Regions from separate parts of the Mus musculus genome. Here region 2 is linked to region 1. A link is a contact called in public Hi-C data. All regions are on one chromosome and are shown on one strand. Each heading gives the region's core, a stretch centred on a gene start, on an enhancer-like site or on the middle of the called end of the contact. The rest is flanking DNA. Distances are from core to core; before and after follow the strand shown. Region 1 has its middle 12 kb from the start of Gm19689. Region 2 has its middle 20 kb from the start of Gm24240.

Region 1 (4,975 bases), core at 1,675-4,174:
AGTGCTGGGGTTATAGTTGTAATTTGTTTTTCTGTGTGGCATGGGCAGCCAGTTTCTCTACTCTCCCTCTGACATAGGAAGAAATATCTAGACCAGGCCATCCTTTCCCAAATAACTTCCTCCTAGCTGTCATTTCCTTGTGATAAATGGGAACAGTGACCTTGACTTCTGTCTCTATGTAGTGTCCTCCCTCTCCCATAAAGCATGGGTTCTTATACGTCACCGAGAGGAAGCTCATATACTACTAGTGACCGTGAAGACTGCCCGTCCAGCACTCCCTGGTCAGGGCTGAGGCCTGCATTTCCAATATGACCAGGAGCTCCCACAGAGCTGACACAGGACCTGAGGCCAGTGCTCACCTCAACAGAGGATCCCAGACATTGGTGACCCCTTACCCACCATTCTCTTTTGGAAAACTGAGAATTTGGGGAAAATCCCTTGTTTCCAGAGTCCTGTAAAGTCCCCTTAGGCACCAAATCCAGTTCTCTTTCTAGCTTTTGTAAGCCTCAGTTATTTAACACCCAAGGAAGACAAAGAATGGCTGTATGAGTTACAGAAAGGATTTTGGATGATGGGCCACAGCCAACAGGACCTGTGCTCCTTACATTTTTCCCCTGTCACCTTGAATGTGTCATTTCACTGGTTAAAATGGCGTTAAGAGATTCCAGCATTACAGCCATACTCCAACGACTGCGTTAAGAAGGGTGAACCTTTAAGGATAGATGCTCCCCTTAAGTTGCAACTGCCAGGTTCACAATAGTCTCACTGGCTGGGACTTGGTTTGTTTCTGGTTGCAAAGGAGTCTGGGAAATACAACTATTTGTTTGCAGTGCCCAGGATGCCTGCTGAAAACGAGGCTTCTGTTGCCCAGGAAGATGGGAATGAACAAGTAACAGTCTCAATAATTAGAATGAAGGTTTCCAGAATTTTAAAGCATCTTCTTTAGCCTTGGATCCATAGTGGGTAGGGTGTTGGTACTGATGAGACCAACATGCAGACACTGATGTCTGGGTATTCACAGACACATCGGGGCTGGAGAGATGGCTCAGTCCTTAAAAGTCAGCTCACAATCAAAAAGTAAAATGCCAACATCTACCCCCAGAAATCACCAGGAATAACCAATCCATCAACAGAGAAGAATACCAAGGACCAGGAAACTTCTGAGCAGCAAGCACAGAAGGAATCAGGTAGGAGCAGACATTCTGCAAGGTGGGACAGCAAAGCCAGGCTGCCAGGTCAAGGGTGGAGCACAGCCGAGGGTGTGCCTGCAGGGTGGGTGAGAGCAGGGTTCCAGGAGTAAGAGAGGACCCCAGGCATCATGAAGCATCTTGGGAGTTCTCGGATCTTCAAGCCAAAAGTCTCAGGCTGGCATGAGAAGGCAGTCTGGGTTTTAGATATCCTTGTTAGCTTTTACAGTAAGACCTAGTCTGAACTGGTCCCCAGACCCTAGCAAGCACCACACTGGATAGCATCATGTAACACACATACTGGTGACTCAGAGACATCTCATATCTTGTTTGATGATATGATAAGACAGCCATTTGTGCTGTCCTACAGATACTTACCTTTTATGTGTATATATATATATATATATATATATATATATATATATATACTTGATTTTTTAACTTTTTCAGTATGAAGCATCTTTTTTCACAGGACACCAATGAACTGTGCGTTGGCTTAGCGCTCTTTAGGGTACCCTTCTGAAAGTGATACCACAGACAGAGGATCTAGTTGCCTGGAAGGGTGACTACTCCTTCCAGTACTAAACTCAGATTACCCTAGAGGATACTCAATAAAGAAAACACTGTGGAATGTAATACACAATTCCTCAACACCCTAGGTAGTCCACTGTAATGATGCTCTTCCAGGGACTGTTTCTTATAAGGACATAAAAAAAGATGCTGATGGCATCATACCAAAAACAGTTTAGCAAAAGCAATTCTGTTGGGGCTGGTCTGACGCACTCCAGGTACCTGTGTTTTAGCAGCTCGGCAGAACCAGAGATCAGCGTTGGAAAATCTGGAAGTGTGGAGAACTGCTTATCCTTCAAGCATTCTTCTTGGAATAGTGTTATTTCTCAGCGGGTCTCTTACATAAATATTTAGTAGTGGGACTTCAAACTGAAGTCCCTCGATAGCTTGAAGGCACTGTTCTTTGTTATCCTTTGAGTCTTGAGTCACGTGTCTTAGCTGACTATACAAGCCGGGGTGAGTTCTCCATCACCATCCACCAGCAAGACAAGGACTATCTTCTGAGGTTGCCCAGAGGTTTATTGTGTAAATGAATGAGCCAACCAGGCCCCCAAAGCCAACTTCATTTACTGTGGCTGAAGTAATGCCCATAGCTAAGCATGTTTAAGATTGGTCTAACCAGACCCTTGCCCTGGCCAAATAAAATCTTGGCAAAACACCTGAGAATGCCTGGCTTTGAGCAATGCTACTGTCAGGATCCCATCCAACACAAACGCTGTGTTAGTGCCAAGGTAACTGGATGAAGTAACTTGTACTGGGTCGTTATTTATAAATCAGAGAAAATGCAGAGTGCCTATCAGAGACAATATATTAGTTTTAGGACAGTTGGCTTATGGGTGGGTGTTTTTTCTAGAAATAATTGGCTAGCATGGCAAATTTATTTTCGGGTCACATCTAATTTGAGGTAATGAGACGTCATGTCCCTGTACAGGAATGTCTGGCTTTTGTCGTGGATGACAGCAGGGAGGTTGGGGCTGACATCAAGATGCCTGAAAGATCATTAGGAGACAAGCCAGAGAGAAATGATTTCAGAGCGTGTCCCTATTGTACATATCTGGACACCTTTTTAACGCCCAGAAGCCCAACCCACTGACATACTCATTCGACAGAGCGGGTTCTATCTAGAGAGGCATCCTAACCTCAAGTTGTCCCAGCAGCCCAGGCCAGGGTCCACTCACTTCAGGCCAAGAGTAGTCGCTCATCATCCGATATGCTCCAGAGGGTTGAGCATTACGGTGGTGTGGGGTGGGATAACACAGCTAACATCTGCATGCCTCTGACATGTGTGCATTTGATTTTTTTTTTCTTGGTGAAACATGAATTTCTTTTGCGACAGTGTTAAAAACCCAGAGTGGAAAAGGAGACTCTTAACAGCCACGAGTATTTGCATTCTGTTTTCCATCTTGGAGGTGAGAAGAATTGTGTGTGTGCATGCGAGGAACAGATGCTTCAGTCCCCAAAACTCCCTGCCTAAGCCAAGTCCTGGGGCAAGTGAAAAGGGTTAATGTTTGGACAAAGAGACAACTGGAGAAGTTAGGGTGAAATTTCATTCACATAGTTCTCTCTCTCTCTCTCTCTCTCTCTCTCTCTCTCTCTCTCTCTCTCTGTATAAAGTTAGTATATAATAAATGAAACATTGTCAACAGAAGGGGGAATAGATTATTTAATAAATGAGATAGGGTTTACTGAACATTTAGGGAACAATGCTGACTCTTCTTCCTCCACCATCTATAAAAATTAATTCCAGAGAGAACAAAGAGCTAAACTGGAGAAGCACCTCTGGAGTTGGAGCTGTAGCTCATGGGTAGTGATTGTTTAGTATGTGTGAGGTCCTTGGTTCCATTCCCTAGCACTGCAGATACTACAAAAAATAGCAACACTAACACAGGCAAATGTAGGTGAATATTTCATTAATCTTGGAAGTAGCCAAGGAAACCTCAAAGAAAGAATTTGTTGCTTTTGGCTACATAAAAATAGAAACTTGTTTGTCAAGCTAAAGAGAACACCAAGGAAACAAGTCCAAGGAGAGCCTGCTGACGAGACAGTGTAACTTCTCAGCAGAGAAGGAACTGAAACTAAGTATCATACCTGCCGGAAGCTACAATGCATAACAGGTAACTGTGATTGGAGACAGAGAGTAACCACAGAGCATTATTGTAGTCAAGAGAGTTGGCTATGCATCCCTGAAGGCATGGGGAGGGTTGTATTTTAAAGTGTTTTATGAGGATAAAATTAAAAATACCTGGAATGCCCATCTATGGGAATAGCTCAGAATAAGGTTGTATGTTTCTGAACTTAAAAAAAACATGGGAGAAACACTGAGACACAGCCATGCGGGAAGCTGCAAGCGGCTGTGGCACACACATGGTAGGACTCCTACGTTCATATAGGTTCATAGATTTGGAAGAAACAGCACACTGGGTGTCTGAGCCCTCTCTTGCTGAGAACATATTAATATGGTGGGCTGGGAAGGATCTGTGGAGAGGATGGGAAGGGGCTGTGGAAAAGCTGGGGAGAGGCCCAGGAAGGGCGGGGGAGGGGACAGGGAGAGGTTGGGGCGAGGCCAGGGAGGGGCTGGGGCAGGGCCAGGGAGGGGCCAGGGCCGGGCTGGGGAGGGACCAGGGAGGGGCTGAGGAGGGGGAGGGCGGGGCGGGGGGTTGTGGAGGGGCCAGGGAGGGGCTGAGGAGGGGTTTCGGAGAGGCTGGGGAGATGCTAGGGAGGCAAATGTCTACTTTTGCTTTTACCAGGTTCTTTGTTGTTTAACTCACACATCTACATTCATGCGTGTTCCTGTGTCGCCTTTATGGTTTTTTTTAAACTTAAAATATAGACAAGAAGACAAGAACATGTTGTTATATGACTCAGACATGGAAACTGAGTGAGGTAGGGCTGAGGAGGAGGCTCAGTGGATTTGCCTCAGAAGCCTGGGGACCCCAGTTCAGTGTTTGGAGCTCACAGAAAGGGAAAAGGGAGGCTCACTTCACAGAGTTGTCCTCTGACCTCCGCGTGGGTGCTGGGTGTGTACGCTCCCCGCATAATGATAGATACATAAATTAAACGGGTGCATTGCTCTGCCTTTTCATTTACGCGTTCTCTCAGTAAATATTGTATTGTCTTGCCATTCTGCGTGCCTGATATGAAAGCTAGAGGAATATTGTATACAGAAAATAGTTTATTAAACCACTTCATTAGGGGCTCTGGTCATCTCAGGTTGGCAT
Region 2 (5,359 bases), core at 2,555-5,054, 160 kb before region 1:
TCCCTTGCTTCACATACTCCATTATACCCACCAACACATGTCTGATTATAATCCCATTGTACACCCAATGAGTCCCCCAACATTCCATTATACTCCCTGTCCCGCTTCCCTGTCCCTCCCCCCACCCCACCCCCTACATAAAATCCCAGCCTAGACTTCTGCAGACCTTAATGACGATGCTATCCCACTACGCATCCCTTCCTCCTGTAACACTAGCAAATCTTTTAAGAGGCCTTTGCTCCTTTCTCCATGTTCTTCATGATCCGGCCAGTGCACGGACACATGTATCAGAAAACCTCATCAAACCAGGAGCTCTGTCTAATCTTACTCTGTGACATTCCACAGGACACCATGCTGTACCTTACAGGTATTAGATTTGCAAAAGCATTTGGCACACCTAATGCCCCACCACATCTCACATCCCATCACAACCCTGTCGTGCTTTCCATCACAGGAGCAGGGTCACAGCTCCCACCTAGAAAGGCACAGACCTCTGTTTCCTTCTTTGCTTTAGGGAGAAGAGGAAGGGAAAGAAGAGGCAGAAGAGGAGGAGGAGGAGGAGGAGGAGGAGGAGGAGGAGGAGGAGCAGCAGCAGCAGCAGCAGCAGCAGCAGCAGCAGCAGCAGCAGCAGCAGCAGGAACAGGAGGCAAGGAGCCTCTAGGTGCTCTCTTGCCTGCATCCAGCCTTATCAGCCCCAACAGCTCCGATGAAGGCAGGTAGCACCTGAGCACAGGCTCCAGGTCTGAGGTTTGATTTGTTCCATATCTGTCCTGAAATCAGTGTCCACTCACTGCCGCCTCCTCGGAATGCACCAGGTCCTTGTTACGGCTCTGCTAACAGATCCCTTAGCCAGCAGCTTTCTTTTCTATATCTGGAAGGGGCAAAGCCCTTGGAAAAGAACATCGAAGGCTGGAAGAAACAGACCTGAAGGAATCATCTAGTTGAATGTCCCATGATGCCCCTGTCCCTCTCTTTTCCTGACTCCCTCCTGTTTATCTAGTTTTTCCTGTTGTGACTGTCAATGAACAGCAAGCTTTTCCCAGCACGCAAGAGTTGAAAGGAAGTACAGGCCCACTCTCATCCCTTCACACACAAGGGGAAACTGAGGCACAGAGGTTGAGGACTATCTGCGTATGTGCTCCGGTTGGTTGGGATAGAGCAGGCGGTCCTGACACGCCTCATGAAGCATTCCTCCAGTGGCTGCCCCTCGCGCGCCTCCTTGTTCACGTTAGTCAAGAAATGCTACTTGCATTCAGAAGGCACGTCCAATGCGAACCACTCCGGAGATTATATTTCAAAGATTGATAGACATGGCTTTCGCATTATCTGCTGTTTCGGATTAGCTATGCTGTGGCTTCATTCTTTGGGGCTGATATTGGGGGTGGGGAAGCCAATTTTGAGTCCCTCTTCGAAGCCTTGAGCTTTAGCCTGTGAGACTGGGCCTAGGCGGGACAGGGGGATTCATTCTATATTTTCAGTCTGTCAGGAGATTTCATTGTTTAAACAAACATTTCAATGAAGCTATCCAGCTGGGCAGTGATTTATGGCTCTGGCTATAGTTTTTCCCCAACAAAGATAAACAATCCTGCAACTCTTGGGACTGGGACTCCTGGTTCTAATAACTTGGAGCTGGCTGGACCACGCCAGCCATCGCCTGGTCTGGGGTTTGGTTAAGATCTGTTCACACTGGTCCTGCGGCTGAGCCACAAACCTTGGGGGACCATGTTGTGCTTGGAAGCTGGAACTACCTCTAGGGCAGGAGAGAATGGCAGAAAGGAGAGAAATAGCTCAGGGGTGGGGGTTTCCGGCCCACTCCTCTCTTCCTGTAGGGCATTAATGATCTGTGTTCTGCTGAGTAGATATTTGGTATTTCAGTAAAAGAGCTTCTATTATTGTTGTTGTTATTGCAGTATTTATTTATTTTGTATATGTAGGCACGGAAGTCAGAGGACAGCTTGTGGTAGTCAGTTCTCTGCGTCCACCACGTGGGTCCTGGGAATCAAACTCCGGTCATTAGGCATGGAAGCAAGTGTCTTCTCACCAGCACTGAGTCTCATGCCACCCTAAGTTTCTTATCTTGTCTCTATTGGTAGTGGCACATGGTTTCCTTCCGTGGCGTTATACCAGGTTACACACTGTGTCTGTGTTTGTAGAATCCTCAGCTCTGGTCTATAAGCTCAGATCTGACCAATCAAAGTAACACATTCTTGCGGTCATTGCTGTTGGTCAAGGAGATAGAGGATCATCTTATCCTATGAAGAAGGGAAAAAAGCAGCCAGGGCTGCTGGGAGAAGCAGTTCCCTGAGATGTTATGGTATGACGTCAAACACTTAGGGTGGAGATCTGAGGGATGGAGAGCATCTACCCCCCTCCCCCGTCTCTTCTTTTGAGCGGAAGTAGGCTTTGACTTGCAGCTACCCAAAGGGAGCCCATATTTACTATTGGGCACAGCAAGAGACCAGCTAGGAGTTCCAGACCAGCGTCTGGCTTGCACAGCTTAGCCCCCAGTCTGACTACTTGTGTGTGTGTCTCACCTCAGCAGAAGGTGTGGAGCTGAGGCAGAGGCACACGCAGCTCACATTCACCCTTCTCCACAGAGTTCTTGGTGATGTTGAAGGAGACACACACCAATGATCTAAGGAAATTCAGATGCATGTCCCGAGAGAAGAAGCAAAAACAAAAATGCTTGAAAGAACACCGTGATTTGGTGGAGACATCACAGAGAAGGGTGTTTGGTGGGTGAATCTTGAAAAATTAGGGTACTTTTGATGGGCAGAAGAGATGGGCAGAAGGTTTGGCCAGAGGATGAAAGGGTGTGGTGAAATGGGGAGGCAGGTGGGGCGACTTAGGGGATGTTGAGAAGTGGAGTTGGGTAGAGGTTAGAGCACAGAGAGCCAGCAACCAATGAGATAAGTTGGTGTTATCATCAGATACCTGCAGTGGGAAGCTCGCTCAGTTCAATGGGCGATGAGGAGCTACTGAACCCCGTTGACCTGGGAGGCGTCCTTCTAGGAGTTCCTTCCCATGGCAGCAGGGAGAGAGTAAATATGGAAAGAGCCCACTGAAGTAGCGCAAGGGGCGTCTTGTGTTGTTCACAGGGCAGGGAGCAGCGGGTTCTGTCTGTTCACCTCTGGGTGTGTGAGCTTCTGACACAGAACTCAAGTCCAAAAGCCACAGAAGGGAAAGCTGATATGTTCATATAAATAAAGATTCGAGAGTTCTACATGCTCCAAATTCCCTAAACAAAGTCAAAACACGAGGCCATGCCGGCAAAATGCTTGTTACACCAATGCTACACGGCTACTTCCTAAATGTATAGAAAGCTTACCTTGCAGAAAGACCAATGCATGCAGCCACATATATATGTATATATTCAAGGGCTTGTATGAATGTATATATAATGCATATACATATGTATTATATATGTCTATACGTGTGTGAGCATGCTCTCTCTCTCTCTCTCTCTCTCTCTCTCTCTCACACACACACACACACACACACACACACTCTCTCTCTCTCATATGCATCAGACACACCAGAAGAGGACATCGGATCCCATTACAGTTGGTTGCGAGCCACCATGTGGTTTCTGGGAATTGAACTTGGGACCTCTGGAAGAGCAATTGGCGCTCTTAACCACTAAGCCTTCTCTCCAACCCTTTACAGTGTGTGTGTGTGTGTGTGTGTGTGTGTGTGTGTGTGTGTGAGACAGTGCACAAGTTGAGGTCAGAGTACAAGTGAGAGTCAGTTCTCTCCCTCTATCATGTGAGTTCCAGGAATTGAACTCAGTTCATCAGGCAACTTTAAGCGCTGAGCCATCTCATTGGCTATTAAGATTTTATTGATCTGATACAGGAAGTGTGAAAAGTTCCCTACTTCCCTGCCTCCCCCCACCCCCAAACTTAATCCAGTCATTTCAGGTAGGTTTTAAGGCAGAACAATGGGAACCTAATGGAGTTTGGATGAGACTATCTTAAATCTTCTTTAAATGACAAAGAGCAGCACGGGGCTCCTGGAGGAGGAGGGGTTGGGACAGGAACTCAATCAGAGCCAGTGGGAAGACCAGAGGCAACAGGGTCAGAGCCAAGGCTCAAGGATCAATAAAGGCCAGGCCAGGAGCATGCAGGAATTGATGGGTGATTTACTGATCTGTCCTTTCAGGTGCTCTGCTCGCCATGACTGGCTTTAGGTGGGCAATTCTAGTTTCAATTGAGAAAGAGGATGGGATGCATAATTCAACTTAAGCACACACACACACACACACACACACACACACACACACACACACAGACACGCACGCAAGTTCAGTGCTTGCTCTGCTCACTATGAGGCATAGGAGCAGGACACAAACACAATCACAGACACAAACCCATCAGGACCCAATGCGATGTGTGGAACAGTAGAAGAAAAGACTCCCAGGGCATTGCCAAGGAGAGAGGACATATCTGCTCACTCTAACCAAGAGCAGGCTTGGTGACGAGGCCACCCAAGTCAAGGCTGGGTTTTAAGAATGAGTAGAAGGAATGTGTATGTCTTCATTCCAGTTAAAGTAGGTCTGTGTTATGACTGAGACGAGTCCTTTCAGCTGCTGGTCTTTATGGGGCTTGGAGATTCCTTTCAGGAGGTGCCTGGGAGTTGGAGATGGTGCTGTGAGGTTTGAGGGTCTTGCCCACCTTCTTTTTAATAAGGATTTTGGTATCTTTCGACATTGTGGGGGTGGGGGCTGGATGAGGAGAGGACCGTTTGGCTCTCAAGGTGGTTGTGAATAAAGGAGGTGCTAATGAGCCCACCAGGAAAGACCGCTGGTGGGGTCGGGTCGCTGTTGAGAGATGGAGGTGTGACCTTCTCAGAGGCTCATGGTCAGCATGCTCAATGTGTGAGCCTCACTCTCACATCCAGGACTGTCCCTGGACCCACCAGCTCTCTGCTACCATCCCCCCTTCTTTCTCCTCCTCCCTGTATCATTTCGGAGGACTTATTGTTGTTTATTGTTAGGGGTATAGAGGATGGGTGGAGAAGAGCCCTATTCACCCCCACCCCCACTTCGCTAAATGCCTCTCATAAATACTTTTTAATCTTGTACAGACATCAAAGTGTGTCTTCTTTTTCTCCCTATCACATCTCTTCCTGGAGGCAGAGGACATCCAGCAGTCTGGCTGCCTCACTAAGGGGAGGGATGGCGATCAAGAAGACAGATGCAAACCCCTGGGGGGGGAAAAAGTCAGTCATTATCTCAAAACGGCTTCCTGTGGCATTAGAGAGGTTGGCCTTGAGACCTCTGTCCAATGGTGGTGGCTGCACATGCGACTTGCAAGAGAAGTGCTGAGTGTGACCGACTTAGGGATTTTTCTAACAACCA

The links. A called contact is a pair of places that touch in the nucleus more often than the background predicts.
Region 2: a Hi-C map of liver shows a contact between it and region 1, with 4 times the contacts expected there. The contact joins two enhancer-like sites. A contact is called at or near these places in 1 of 15 datasets of contacts at CTCF or cohesin (the NIH/3T3 cell line), 8 of 484 Hi-C or Micro-C datasets (ECoMG myeloid progenitors, the HL-1 cell line, the N1E-115 cell line and 5 more) and 2 of 115 datasets of contacts at active chromatin or transcription factors (bone marrow-derived macrophages and embryonic basal ganglia).

The regions. Positions count from the first base shown.
Region 1 is chr17:83,087,525-83,092,499 of GRCm38.p6, reverse strand. No RefSeq gene overlaps it. Among named protein-coding and RNA genes, the nearest start is that of Gm19689, 12 kb to the right of the region's middle. Within about 2 kb of position 2,924, at least 7 of the 459 cell types and tissues checked have an H3K27ac peak or open chromatin away from gene starts, as enhancers often do. A contact at or near this core is called in liver, where this site is marked.
Region 2 is chr17:83,247,271-83,252,629 of GRCm38.p6, reverse strand. No RefSeq gene overlaps it. Among named protein-coding and RNA genes, the nearest start is that of Gm24240, 20 kb to the left of the region's middle. Within about 2 kb of position 3,804, at least 5 of the 459 cell types and tissues checked have an H3K27ac peak or open chromatin away from gene starts, as enhancers often do. A contact at or near this core is called in liver, where this site is marked.